Regions from separate parts of the Mus musculus genome. Here region 2 is linked to region 1. Evidence: chromatin contacts called from public ChIA-PET data. All regions are on one chromosome and are shown on one strand. Each heading gives the region's core, a stretch centred on a gene start, on an enhancer-like site or on the middle of the called end of the contact. The rest is flanking DNA. Distances are from core to core; before and after follow the strand shown. Region 1 overlaps Tmem9b (TMEM9 domain family, member B). Region 2 has its middle 13 kb from the start of Wee1.

What was found. ChIA-PET counts read pairs in DNA pulled down with a chosen protein or histone mark.
Region 2: an RNA polymerase II ChIA-PET map of memory CD8 T cells shows a contact between it and region 1, with 8 read pairs. The contact joins two enhancer-like sites. A contact is called at or near these places in 4 of 39 promoter capture datasets (3T3-L1-derived adipocytes, the HPC-7 cell line, hippocampal neurons and 1 more) and 2 of 115 datasets of contacts at active chromatin or transcription factors (memory CD8 T cells and microglia).

What each region holds. Positions count from the first base shown.
Region 1 is chr7:109,738,396-109,744,568 of GRCm38.p6, reverse strand. Tmem9b (TMEM9 domain family, member B) reads left to right here. Exons shown (of 5, transcript NM_020050.1): 4 at 888-1,022. Among named protein-coding and RNA genes, the nearest start is that of Ascl3, 9.8 kb to the right of the region's middle. Within about 2 kb of position 2,683, at least 31 of the 459 cell types and tissues checked have an H3K27ac peak or open chromatin away from gene starts, as enhancers often do. A contact at or near this core is called in memory CD8 T cells, where this site is marked.
Region 2 is chr7:110,106,292-110,111,887 of GRCm38.p6, reverse strand. No RefSeq gene overlaps it. Among named protein-coding and RNA genes, the nearest start is that of Wee1, 13 kb to the left of the region's middle. Within about 2 kb of position 2,462, at least 283 of the 459 cell types and tissues checked have an H3K27ac peak or open chromatin away from gene starts, as enhancers often do. A contact at or near this core is called in memory CD8 T cells, where this site is marked.

The sequences.
Region 1 (6,173 bases), core at 1,434-3,933:
CTGTCTGAGTTGTAGTATGCATAGGACTTCATCTCATGTTAAATAGTATTCCACTGTCTGACTGCTTCTCAGTTCATGAATATTTGGATTATTTCCATAATACTGTCTTGAGTGTGCCGGGCGTGGTGGCGCATGCCTTTAATCCCAGTGCTCGGGAGGCAGAGGCAGGCGGATTTCTGAGTTCGAGGCCAGCCTGGTCTACAATGTGAGTTCCAGGACAGCCAGGGCTATACAGAGAAACCCTGTCTTGAAAAACCAGAAAGAAAAAAAAAATACTGTCTTGAGTGTTTTTGTATGGATGTGTTTGTTTTTCTCGAGGGAAAATTCACAGAGTGGTAAATTGGCTTGTGAAGAGATGGCTGGACAGTTTTCCAAAGCGGTGGCAGCATGTGAGGGTTCCGCCTTTCCCTGCCTTTGCCAGAGTGTGTTCTGTATTATTACAGCCAACTGAGGGGATGTCAAGTGGCAGCACATGATGTAATACCCCAAATCACTGTCCTGACAGCCGTTTCTGCTGACCTCCATCAATCTGAAGGGATGCTCTCTTGAAACCCGCTGGAATCATCATTCAGCTAGGATTCCTGTGGGTGGTTTCCGCAGTGATGCGGAATGCAGAATGCTGTGCTCAGCTGAAGAGGAAAACAACGGTGCAGGCCACAGTGGCGAATGATGGGGTGGTGGGGACCCACAAAAAGACCCAGAGGCACCACTTTGTTCCCTCTTTTCCTGCCTTGGTGGATTCAGGTTGCCTCTTCTGCTGGGCTCTGGCTGTACACAACCCTGTGCTCCAAGTAGATGTGTCAGGCTTCCCAAGATGTCACTGTTACTGAACAAACTTTGCTATCTTGCCTTGCACTGAGGTGTGTCATCTTTTCTTTATCCTTTAGGTTACCATTATAATTTATCTCTCTATTTTGGGCCTTCTGCTTCTGTACATGGTATATCTTACCTTAGTTGAGCCCATCCTGAAGAGGCGCCTCTTTGGACACTCCCAGCTGTTGCAGAGCGATGATGACGTTGGGGTAAGTTCTGGTGCTGCGGTAGCTGCTCATTGCCAGCCTCTGCCCTCATATGGTGTGGTGGAAATGGTCGTAGGTAGATCTTTCCATGAGACTGCAGGTCCTCACTTAGACACTGATGCATGTTCTAACTAGTGTGTATCTCTCGATGAAGAAATTGTTCTAGCAAGCTGTAGATGTAGTTATTTCAACTGGTGGTCCTTGGTGAGGATTTATCCAGGAGCCTTCGCTGTTCATGCGCAGGAAAACATCCGGGGTAGGCTTTTTCCTCAGGCCCCTGCAAAACATTTTGCCTCTATCACCTGATACTTTTGAAGGCAAGCGGTGGCTCATGCCTTTGGTTCCAACACTTGGGATGTCATGGCTGGTAGATCTCTGTAAATTGGATGCAAGCTTGGTCTATATAGTGAGAGCCAGGAAAACCAGTGCTAAACAGTAAGACCGTATCTCCAAAAACACAAAAGAAAAAAAGGCAAGCATTTCCATTGAAAGGGGAAGATGAAGGCCATGACATTCTTGTCTTACTCCTGTACAGGTAACCTACTGTTCTGTATGTTCTTTCATCGTTTTGCTTAAAGAAGAAGCAATGGTACTTTTCTTTAACTTTAGAAAAAAAATGTAGCCATCACTCTAGAGATTCTCCTATAATTAAAACATGTTTGCCCATAGATTGTTATTCCCAGTGTGTAAACTGTGTGATGGTTTCCTTTTGGCTTTAACATTACTTCATTAAAAGTGTTCATTAAAAGGGAGCTAGGAAGACAGCTTGGTGGATAAAGCACTTCTTGTGTAATGTGAGGACCAGAGTTTGGATCCTTGGGGCTCACAGAAACGCTGTGTGGACAAAGTGGCCTGCCTGTAACTCCAGCAAGCAGAAGGTGGAGACAGAGTATCCAAGAGCCAGCTGCCTAGCTATACTGACCACACAAGGGAGCACTGTTAACTGATAGACCTGCCTCAGTAAGGCAGAGAGCAGGAGAGGAAGACCCCAGATGTCAACTTCAGGCCTTCAGACACAGGTGTTCATACATGTGCATATGCACTGACCCATGTGTGTACACATACATGTAAACAGACATGCATGCATATGTACATGCCACACACAGAGAAACACGTAAAAAAATGTCTAGGAATTGACACAATCTATAAGCTTGTTAAGTATAGTTTAGAGAATTGATTATTAATCCTATCAATGTCATATGTAGAATATTTCCAAATATTCCATTATCATATATAATTACTATTTAGAATGATTTTTTTCTTTTCATTTTATTTACTACATTCCTAAAAGTGGATAAAACCCAGTGTAATTTCAAGAGTCAAGTGCAAAGCCAAGCCTGGAGTAAACTTGCTAACCACCATCAAAAGTATTTTTAGTGCAGGAAATCCTAGGTGTTCAGGAGGCAGAGGCAGGAGGATCACAAGGTCAAGGGAAGCTAGAGGAGCTTAGCGAGCCCTTGACTCAATAAAACATTGCGGCTGGGGATAGGGACTTGTAACCCTAGTACTCTCGAGGCTAAGACAGGAGACTCACAAGTCTGAGGGTAGCTTCATCTACATGAAGAAACTCAACAACAATAGAAACCACACCAAAAAGAAAGGAAAGGAAAGAGAAACATTTTATTTAATTCACATATTTCCTGTTATTTGATTCGCAGTGTCTACAGTGTAACCACTAAGGGTAGCACTAGCACCTCCTGCAGAGCCTGGGATTGGGGCATCTACAGGCTCCACACCTAGCTTTTCTAAAACTTGCAGATAGTTTTAAAGACCATCAGGAGGAGGTGTGGGGATGGCTTAGTAGATAAAGTACTTGGTATGCAAGCATAAAGACCAGAGTTTGAATCTCAAAGTCCATGTAAAAGCTGGGTACAGTAGCACCTGTCTGCCTGAAACCCCAGTGCTCCTACAAAATGGGAGGCAGAGGCAGAAGATTTCTCAGAAACGCAGGGCCCGCTTGCCTCATGCATGCAGCGGTGAGCAATCAAAGGCCCTGCCTCCAGCAAGGTTGATACCTGAAGCTGTTCTCTGACCTCCATACAGCTGCCTTGGCCTTCCCATGGACCTATACTCCCCCCTCCCCAGCACACACACACACAAGCACATAATACACATCATACATACACAAAACAATCATTTTAATTAAGAACAATTGATTTCAGAAATATATTGGTAGGCTGAGAGAAAGGTGAGTCTGGAGATCTGATGTAATAAAACAAATTAAAATTTAAAAACAAAACTAAGCACAGACAGGCAGGATGTTGTGGTATGTATGTGTAACCCCAAAATTTAGGAGGTAGAAGCAGGATGATTAAAAGTTAAAGATCATTCTTGGTCACATAGGGCGCTCAGTGACAGCCTGGGCAACTTGAGAACCTGTCTCAGTACAAAATAAATTCAAACAAACAAACAAGACCCCAAAGGGCTTAAGAGATAGCTTAGTGGTTAAGAACACACATTGTTCTTTCAGAGGATCTGAGTTTCAATCCCAGTCCCTCCATCAGATGGCTCACAACTGCCTGTCACTCCAGCTCCAGGGGCTCTGGTGCCTCTGGCCTCCAGTCTCGGTAGGCACATGCACACACATACAACATAATTAACAATAATAAATCTTAAACACAGGACACACATAAATCAGATAGTAGGATTAATGCCTAGAGAACTTGTATAGCAAAGCAGTAGAATCTCAAATATTGTTTCCATGGTAATTTCCATTTATATGTTCTCAACCCTGACTGTATAGATACTAGGGTTAAATTATCCTTTGTTGTGGAGAAACCTTGCCTTTAAGAAACCTGGCAGGAGGACAAAATCACTACCAGTTGAGAACTACTGGCATAAAATGTCTATCAAAGGCCTCACAGTGTTCTGTTCCTAGCACAAAGGTTTATGCTTTCTTTAATACATCCTTACAGCATTAGTTACCTTCTGCTCCCTCAGACAAAATGTTAGTGTAATACACGCAAAATGTAAGCTGGTGCAGAAATACATAGGTGTAAACATGGAGGACAGACGACATTAACTGATGGGCTTGTATGCTTAGTAACCACTTGGCCCATCGGTGATTAATTCTGCCTACACATTGACCATTGGAGACACTGTCACTAAGAGCCCCAGCTGACTCTGATATTTGTCAGACTGATTCTAGGCAGAGAAAGGCTTTCCAACCAAAGCTGTGAGTTTAACTGAACAAACAGAAGTCAAATTTCACTTCCTATTAACTGCTTAACTCACATGGGAGTTCTTTTGGGGTTCATTTTTAAGGCATTTAAATTCTTTCCCATTTTTTTTTTACATTTTAGGGCAGGTAAAAGAGTACACTTAGCCAAGAGGTTCCCTTTAGACAATGGTAGTATTTGTCCTATCATATATCAGGACACGTAGTCTCTGTTATCTAAACATTCTGCTAAAGCATGCTTTGTATTCGTTGTAATTTTATCAGGTGTAAAAAGAACAAACACGCAAAAGTGAAAATCTCTGTTTGCATTCTCCTGGTGCCTGTGAGCAGCAAGTCCACTCTTGTTGAACTGGTTTGTTTAGTCATTGAGTTTGTTCCTTGAGGAGTAGATGACAGGCTCCCTGATAAAGTACTTCCTTCTTGCCAGTATTGTTTCTGTCCAAATAAACCAATAGTAGTAATATTTTATATACAACATCACCGATGCACCATTTTCCCATACTAATCTACCCGAAACAATCTGGTGTGTTGGAAAGATGTGACACCAACTTAGGGTCAGGCACACTGAGTGTTAGTGTTTGAGCTAATTTGTTAAATGACCTTGGGCTACTTTGTTTCTTTGTTGGAAAGCAAGTAATGCTAATTTATCTTCTGTCTCTTTTTTTCTATCTTTTTCCTCCTTCCTTCTCTCCTATGACCCACCTCAGTATCTCTCTCTCTTCCTGTCAACAAGTTCTTGCTTATAGCCCTGGCTAACCTAGAACTTGCTATATACATCAGGCTGGCCTCAGGCCTGCAGCAGTCCTCCCAAGAGCTAGGAGTTTAAGTGCACACTACCATGCTAGGCTTCCATCTTTCCTTCCGTATCTGTGGAACATCATAGATGTCCACATTGTCTTTGTGATTTTCATCTATAGAGTTAAAAACAAATGATGAGATTTGCAGAAGACATTGTTTAAGTTAGATAAAAGGTAGAGGCCATTCCAATAAAGAATGACTTGGTAAAGAAAAGTCTTCGGAGTGGGTTCAGCAGTTAAAAGCACCCACTATTCCTGCAGACAACCTGAGTTCAGTTGTCAGAACCCATGACAGTGACTCACAATCAATTGTGACTCCAATACTAGGGGATCTAATATCCTCTTCTGGCTTCCATAGACACCTGCACTCATGTGCACACACCTACCCACATATACATCTTAGAGACAGAGTAAATCTCTACAAGTAAAACAGACAAAAAGCACCTTTGAGGTCCAGAAACCTGGCTGAGAGGGTAAAGGTACTTAGTACAGGAGCAAGCCCAGCAGCCTGATAGCCTGATGCAACGAGAAAGGACTCTACAGAGTTGTCACATATTCTCTCTCTCTCTCTCTCTCTCTCTCTCTCTCTCTCTCTTACACGCACACGCACATACACACACACAAAATAATAAATAAATGAATAAATAAATAATGAATAAATAAATAAATGAATGAATTGTTACTTTTGCAGAGGATGTGGGTTATATTCCCAGTGCCCACTTGATGCCTCTCAGCCATCTTTAACTCTAGACCCAGAGGTTCTGAAACACTCTTCTGCCCTAAATGGGCAGAAGGAATGAACATGGTTCACAGACATACATGCAGGAAAAACCTAAATATATATATAACCTATATATAAAACACATAAATAGATCTTTAAAAAGAAAGAAAATTCTTGGGGTAGTAAACATGGTAGAAATGTCTTGCTGTAGAAACACAACCAATAAAGCCCCAAGTGGGAGCTGTAATATAGTCAGGGTGTCGTGCATAGCTTTCTAGCCATGCCCCCTCCTGCCCCCTCCTGCCCCGGCTGCTGCCTACATGCACCAGAATGGTGTTGCTTCTCTCAAGTAGGCAAACCTAGTTTAAGAGGCCAGGCCTGTTCTGGAACATTTAGGAACTTTGCTGACATGGGGTTGAGGAAAAAACTTAAGGAAAAGGCAAAACAAAAACAGTAAA
Region 2 (5,596 bases), core at 1,213-3,712, 370 kb before region 1:
ATCCTGAAACAGGGGAAAGGACCACAGAATGAATTTGGGGATCTACTGTACCTACTGAGTCAGACATCAGCCAAATTGCCATTAGTTGACTGGCCTCCATAAGTCCCTACTTTAACTGGAGGGTCACCATGTTTCTTGGGATCTCCTGGGATCATTGTCAATTGAGAGCCAGGATCTAATAGACCTCTGGTAATTCTGATTATTACTTTTCTCCAAGTGTACAGTTACCCTTGTAAAAGGAAGTAGATCCCTCTGAGGAAGAACTGGAGAAAGGCTAACAGCAAAACTTTTAGGTGTCTCATCAACAAGGTCCTTCCTCAGGGAAACCTGGCTACCCCTTCCTTCAAGGGCTTCTGGGTCTGCAAACTGGCTCAAGTCTGGAAATTGATTCACTGGCCAAGATTACTTTTTACAATGACCCAAAGTAGCCTTTCTTTCATTTGAGAATTCTCCTTATACAGAGCAATCAGAAATGCAGTAGGCTTCTTATCTATTTCTTACCTGGAAACACCAAAAGTTGACTTCTCAGTCCCATGAGGCCGGGTGTTGCAGCCAGTACTCAGTATAAGCTGGAATCCTGAAGAAGAGTGAGTCTTCCTTCTTCCTCCAATGTCTTTGTATGAGCCTCCAGGAGAAGGCATGGCTCAGTCTAAAGGTGTGTACCACCACACCTGGGCCTAAACTGTTCTTTACTTGAAACTTACCCTCCCAGGATGACCTTGAACTCAGAGAGCTGCTTTGCCTCTGTCTCCTGGGATTAAATTCGTGTTCTCCCTCACCTGGGCCTAAATTTTCCATGACCACTGTGCCTCAAGATCTGGATAAAAAGTCTGTGTCTTCCAGCCTCAAGATCTGGATCAGGGGGCTGGCAAGATGGCTTAGTGGGTAAGAGCACTGACTGCTCTTCTGAAGGTCCTGAGTTCAAAACCCAGCACCCACATGGTGGCTCACCACCACCCATAATGAGATCTGACATCCTCTTCTGGTACTTCTGACGTCAGCTACAGTGTACTTATGTATAATAATAAATAAATCTTAAAAAAAAGATCTGGATCACAGGTGAGCCCTCCATTTCTCATTCATTTCATGTATAGTCAAGTTTACAACTGGGAAGAGCCTTCACACATACCAACATGGTGTATACAACCTCCAAACTATCTAACTTTTGAAATTATTATACAGCAAGAGTCTAATTTTTTGTCTCCTTTATCTCTCTCACACATACCATGCATATACCCAACAGTAAGCAATTAAAAACAAAGTATCAGAATGGTATCCAACAAAGAGTGATACATTTTAGGATCTTGGGGAAAAAATGCATAATTGTGTCAGCAATTAAGAGCACTGTCTGCTCTTCCAGAGGACTTGGTCCAGTTCCAAGGACCCACATGGCAACTCACAACGTTCCAGGGGATCTGATGCCCTCTTCTATCTTCCACTAACACAAGGCACACATGGTGCACAGTCGTACTTGCAGGCAAAACACTGGTAAAATTAAAATGAAGCCAAAATAGGGTGTGGGGAGGGGTAGGTGGGAGGCCAGGGTGGCTGCAAGCAGCATGGATTTTGACGGTAACCTAGCATATTAGTGGGAGGAGGCTAACTCCAGTTATCTCTGCAGCTCTCGGCCATCAGACAGGAAGTCCTTTCTCAAGAGAAAATGCAGACTGCCCCCACCCCCAATCCCAGTCACATCACTGCAACATAAGAGTTCACAAGCAGCATATTTCAGACTTGCAGCTCTATGGAGCACCAAACCAAACTAACTCTTGTATTTCCTATTTGCTTTCTGTGGTCATTTCAGGGTTCCTCTGTATAATCCCCACTGTCCTAGAACTCAATGTAGGCCAGGCTGGCCTCGAATTTACAGGCATCCAACTGCCTCTGCCTCTGGAGTCCTAGAATTAAAGGCATGCACTAACACCACCCAAATTAATTTTTATTTTTATTGCAATACTGGGGATGAAACCCAGAGCCCTGTACATGCTAGGCAAGTGTTCTACACTTCTAGTCTCACAGTAGCAATTTTGTAATCCATCACAACCCCACCCCCCACCGCCTCATCCCGCTTCTTGAGCTGGGGGTGTATAGTGCAGGGGAGAGTGTGTGGCTGGCATGTACAAAACTCAGGGTTCAATCCTCGTTACCTTGCTCTTAACAAAGACATAAAGGGATGCTTTTTTTTAATTTTATTTTTAAGTAAAAAGATCACAGAAATGTCCTAAATAAAAATCCCGAGTCCCAAACAGATCAGCCACTAGAAAAGCAGATAATCGAGTAATTGCCCGTCCCTGGGATTTGTGACATGTACAGGAAATGATCTGGGTGACCACACCAGGAGCAACAAGGACAGCTCCTGTTGGCTGGTCACACTGTAATGAATTAAGCAGGCTTTGCTGAAGTTGGAGCAGTACATAAGACGTGGTGACTTCTTCAGTGAGTCAGAAACCTTGTCGGGGAGGGGGAGGGGCGCGACGGCTGCCTCCCGGCCTCCCGTTCCTCCCTTGCTGGTTTCTAGCAGCAACTAAACAGTGTTTGGCTTTTGTTGTCGGGGCCTGATGACTCACTGGTAAGTTTTAAAGTTCTGTAAAGGACCCTGCTTCACCGCAGATAGGATCAAGATGAGCTCACCCAGCAGCTGGGTAGGTAAAGAGAACCCAGCTCTGTGACTTGGTCAGGCAGTTGGAAGCCCAGATGCATACACAGAGGAAAACAAACACCACTTCCTAAGTGCAACAACCAAGTCCCCATATGACTGTGTCTCATGTTTAAACATCATGCTTAGCCTACCACCTCCAGGCTGCCTTCACACAGGTCAGAACAGGAGACAAATCACACATGCTACAGGAAGTGTTGCTTTGGAAGAGCTGAGAGGGCAGAGAACATTCCAGGGGCAGCTACAGGAGAGGCTGTCCTCGGACCACCCTCCATATGTGTTCTATGGCATGATGTTCCCACACGTACAGAAAAATAAATAGTACTAAAATGTTTTACTGAAAAAATTTTTTTTCCAAGACAGGGTTTCTCTGTATAGTCCTGGCTGTCCTGAAACTCATTTTGTAGAGCAGGCTGGCCTCGAACTCAGAAATCCACCTGCCTCTGCCTCCCAAGTGCTGGGATCAAAGGCATGCCCCACCACTGCCACCACCACCTGGTATTTTTTTTTTTTTTTTAATTATATGTAAGTACACTGTAGCTGTCTTCAGACACACCAGAAGAGGGAGTCAGATCTCATTACTAGATCAGTCAGATCTAATTTGTTTTTAAAAATGTTTTTAAAGACTGTTTTAGGGGCTGGAGTGATGGCTCAGTGGCTAAGAGCACCCGACTGCTCTTCCGAAGGTCCAGAGTTCAAATCCCAGCAACCACATGGTGGCTCACAACCATCCGTACGTAACAAGATCTGACGCCCTCTTCTGGTGTGTCTGAAGACAGCTACAGTGTACTTACATACAATAATAAATAAATCTTTAAAAAAAAGGGGGGGGGGGCTGGAGAGATGGCTCAGAGGTTAAGAGCACCGACTGCTCTTCCAAAGGTCCTGAGTTCAAATCCCAGCAACCACATGGTGGCTCGCATGTCTGAAAACAGCTACAGTGTGCTTACATATAATAAATAAATATTTTTTAAAAAAAAGACTGTTTTAGTGATTTCTGAGATAATGTATTATTTGACCCAGAGCCCTTATAGAAACATTTCTGCAGATTGCAAAATACGAACAGTACATACAAAAGTATGTCTATTGCTGCCTTGTTAGTTCCTTTAGTGAATCCATACTAAGATTTATCTACAGGCCAGATATTGGGAACTGAGAACAACTGGGAATATTGGATATTGGGAACAATACAGTGATACACTACAAAGTCCTTTTGAGACTTTTTTTTGAGAGAGAGAGAGATAAAGGTTTGTGACAGGGTCTGCCTATTTAGCCCAGGCTGGCCTCTTGCCTCAGCCTTCTGAGTACTAGGATTACAAGTGTATAGCTCAAGGCATCCAAGTCCAGCTTCTGCCTCTGCTAGTTGAGCATTTCTTGCTGTCTCTTTTAAGGACTGTGAGAGCATGCGCCCACCCAGGAAGCCCAGCACTGCCCCTCTGTCTCCCAGTTACATCTTCAAAGGCTCTTTTGCCATATAAAAGAAGAGTAAGACCTGTGTGAGTTATGATCTCACTGCATTGAGAGCTAGTCAGCTATCGATATAGGAAGCACTTCCTGGCTTTCCGGAGCCACCAGTCCAGGACCATCCCACACAGTCCTGCAGGAGCACCAGGCAGCTGGGCTCACAGTTTATGTGCACAGTTCTCTCCTAGGCCGTTTCCAAACTCTATCCACCATCCTTCACATGATGAGTTTTTCCATTCCTGAGCGTATAGACATAGGACATATAAGTAGGAACACAGTTCGGTCAAAGGCTCGTGTATGCAAAATCCATTTCCATTTATTTGTGTGTGTGTGTGTGTGTGTTATGTGTGCAGTGTGTGAGTGTGTGTGTGTGTGTGTGTGTGTGTGTGTATGTGTGGTATGTGTGCAGTGTGTGTGTGTGTGTGTGTGTGTGTGTGTGTGTGTGTGGTATGTGTGCAGTGTGTGTGTGTGTGTGTGTGGTATGTGTGCAGTGTGTGTGTGTGTGTATTTCAAGACAGGGTTTCTCTGTATAGCCTTGGCTGTCCTGGAACAACTCTCTCTTTAGACCAGGCTAGCTTTGAACTTACAGAGATCCATCTGTCTCTGCCTCTCAAGAGATGGGATTAAAGTCTTGCACCGCCACTGGCCAGCCTTATATTTTTGATAATGGGAGTGTTTAACGTTTTGGTGCAGGAAATTGAACCCTGGCTACTGTGCATGCCAAACCAAGAGCTCTGCCACCATACTATATCCCTAGCCCCACCAAATTTTAGTTGTTGCACTTTGAGACAGGTCTCACTTATATAGGTCAGGTCGACCTCCAACTCGATCTGTAGCTGAGGGCTACTCTTTGAACTTGGTTTTCCTGCCTTCCATATCTGGCTTATGTTAGTCAGAGAATCAACCCCAGGGCTTCCTGCAAGACAGGCCTGCACTCTGCCACTCAACCACACCCCACCACTGCCGAGTGCTCTCATTCAACTGGGTTAAATCTTATTTATTTTTGTATGTTTATGCATGTGTGTGTGTGTGTGAGCATGTGGGGGTCAGAGGAGGTGGGTACCTTTACCCCATAAGCCATCTCACTGGCCTTCATCTTTCATTGCTGAAACACTCATTGTGACATCACTCAGTGTGACAGGCCACACCTGTAACCCTAGCACTCAGAAGCTGAGCCTCAGGACTGCTGCGAGTTCAACTCTAGCTTGGCCTGGTAACCCCAGCCCAGCCCAAGTTACAGTTGTAAGAGCCTGTCTCAAGAAAATAAAGCAAACAAGCAAAACCAAACAAAACTCCATAAGGGCTGGAGATGGCTTAGCAGATCGGCCAACTGACTGGTCCTCCAGAAGATGTTAGTTTGGTTCTCAGCACATGGCAGCTGACAAGAGTCTGTAACCACTTCCAGGGATCTGATAACCTCTTCTGGCTGCTAAAGGTCTAAGACTCGTATAGGGTGCACAGAGATATGTGAGACAA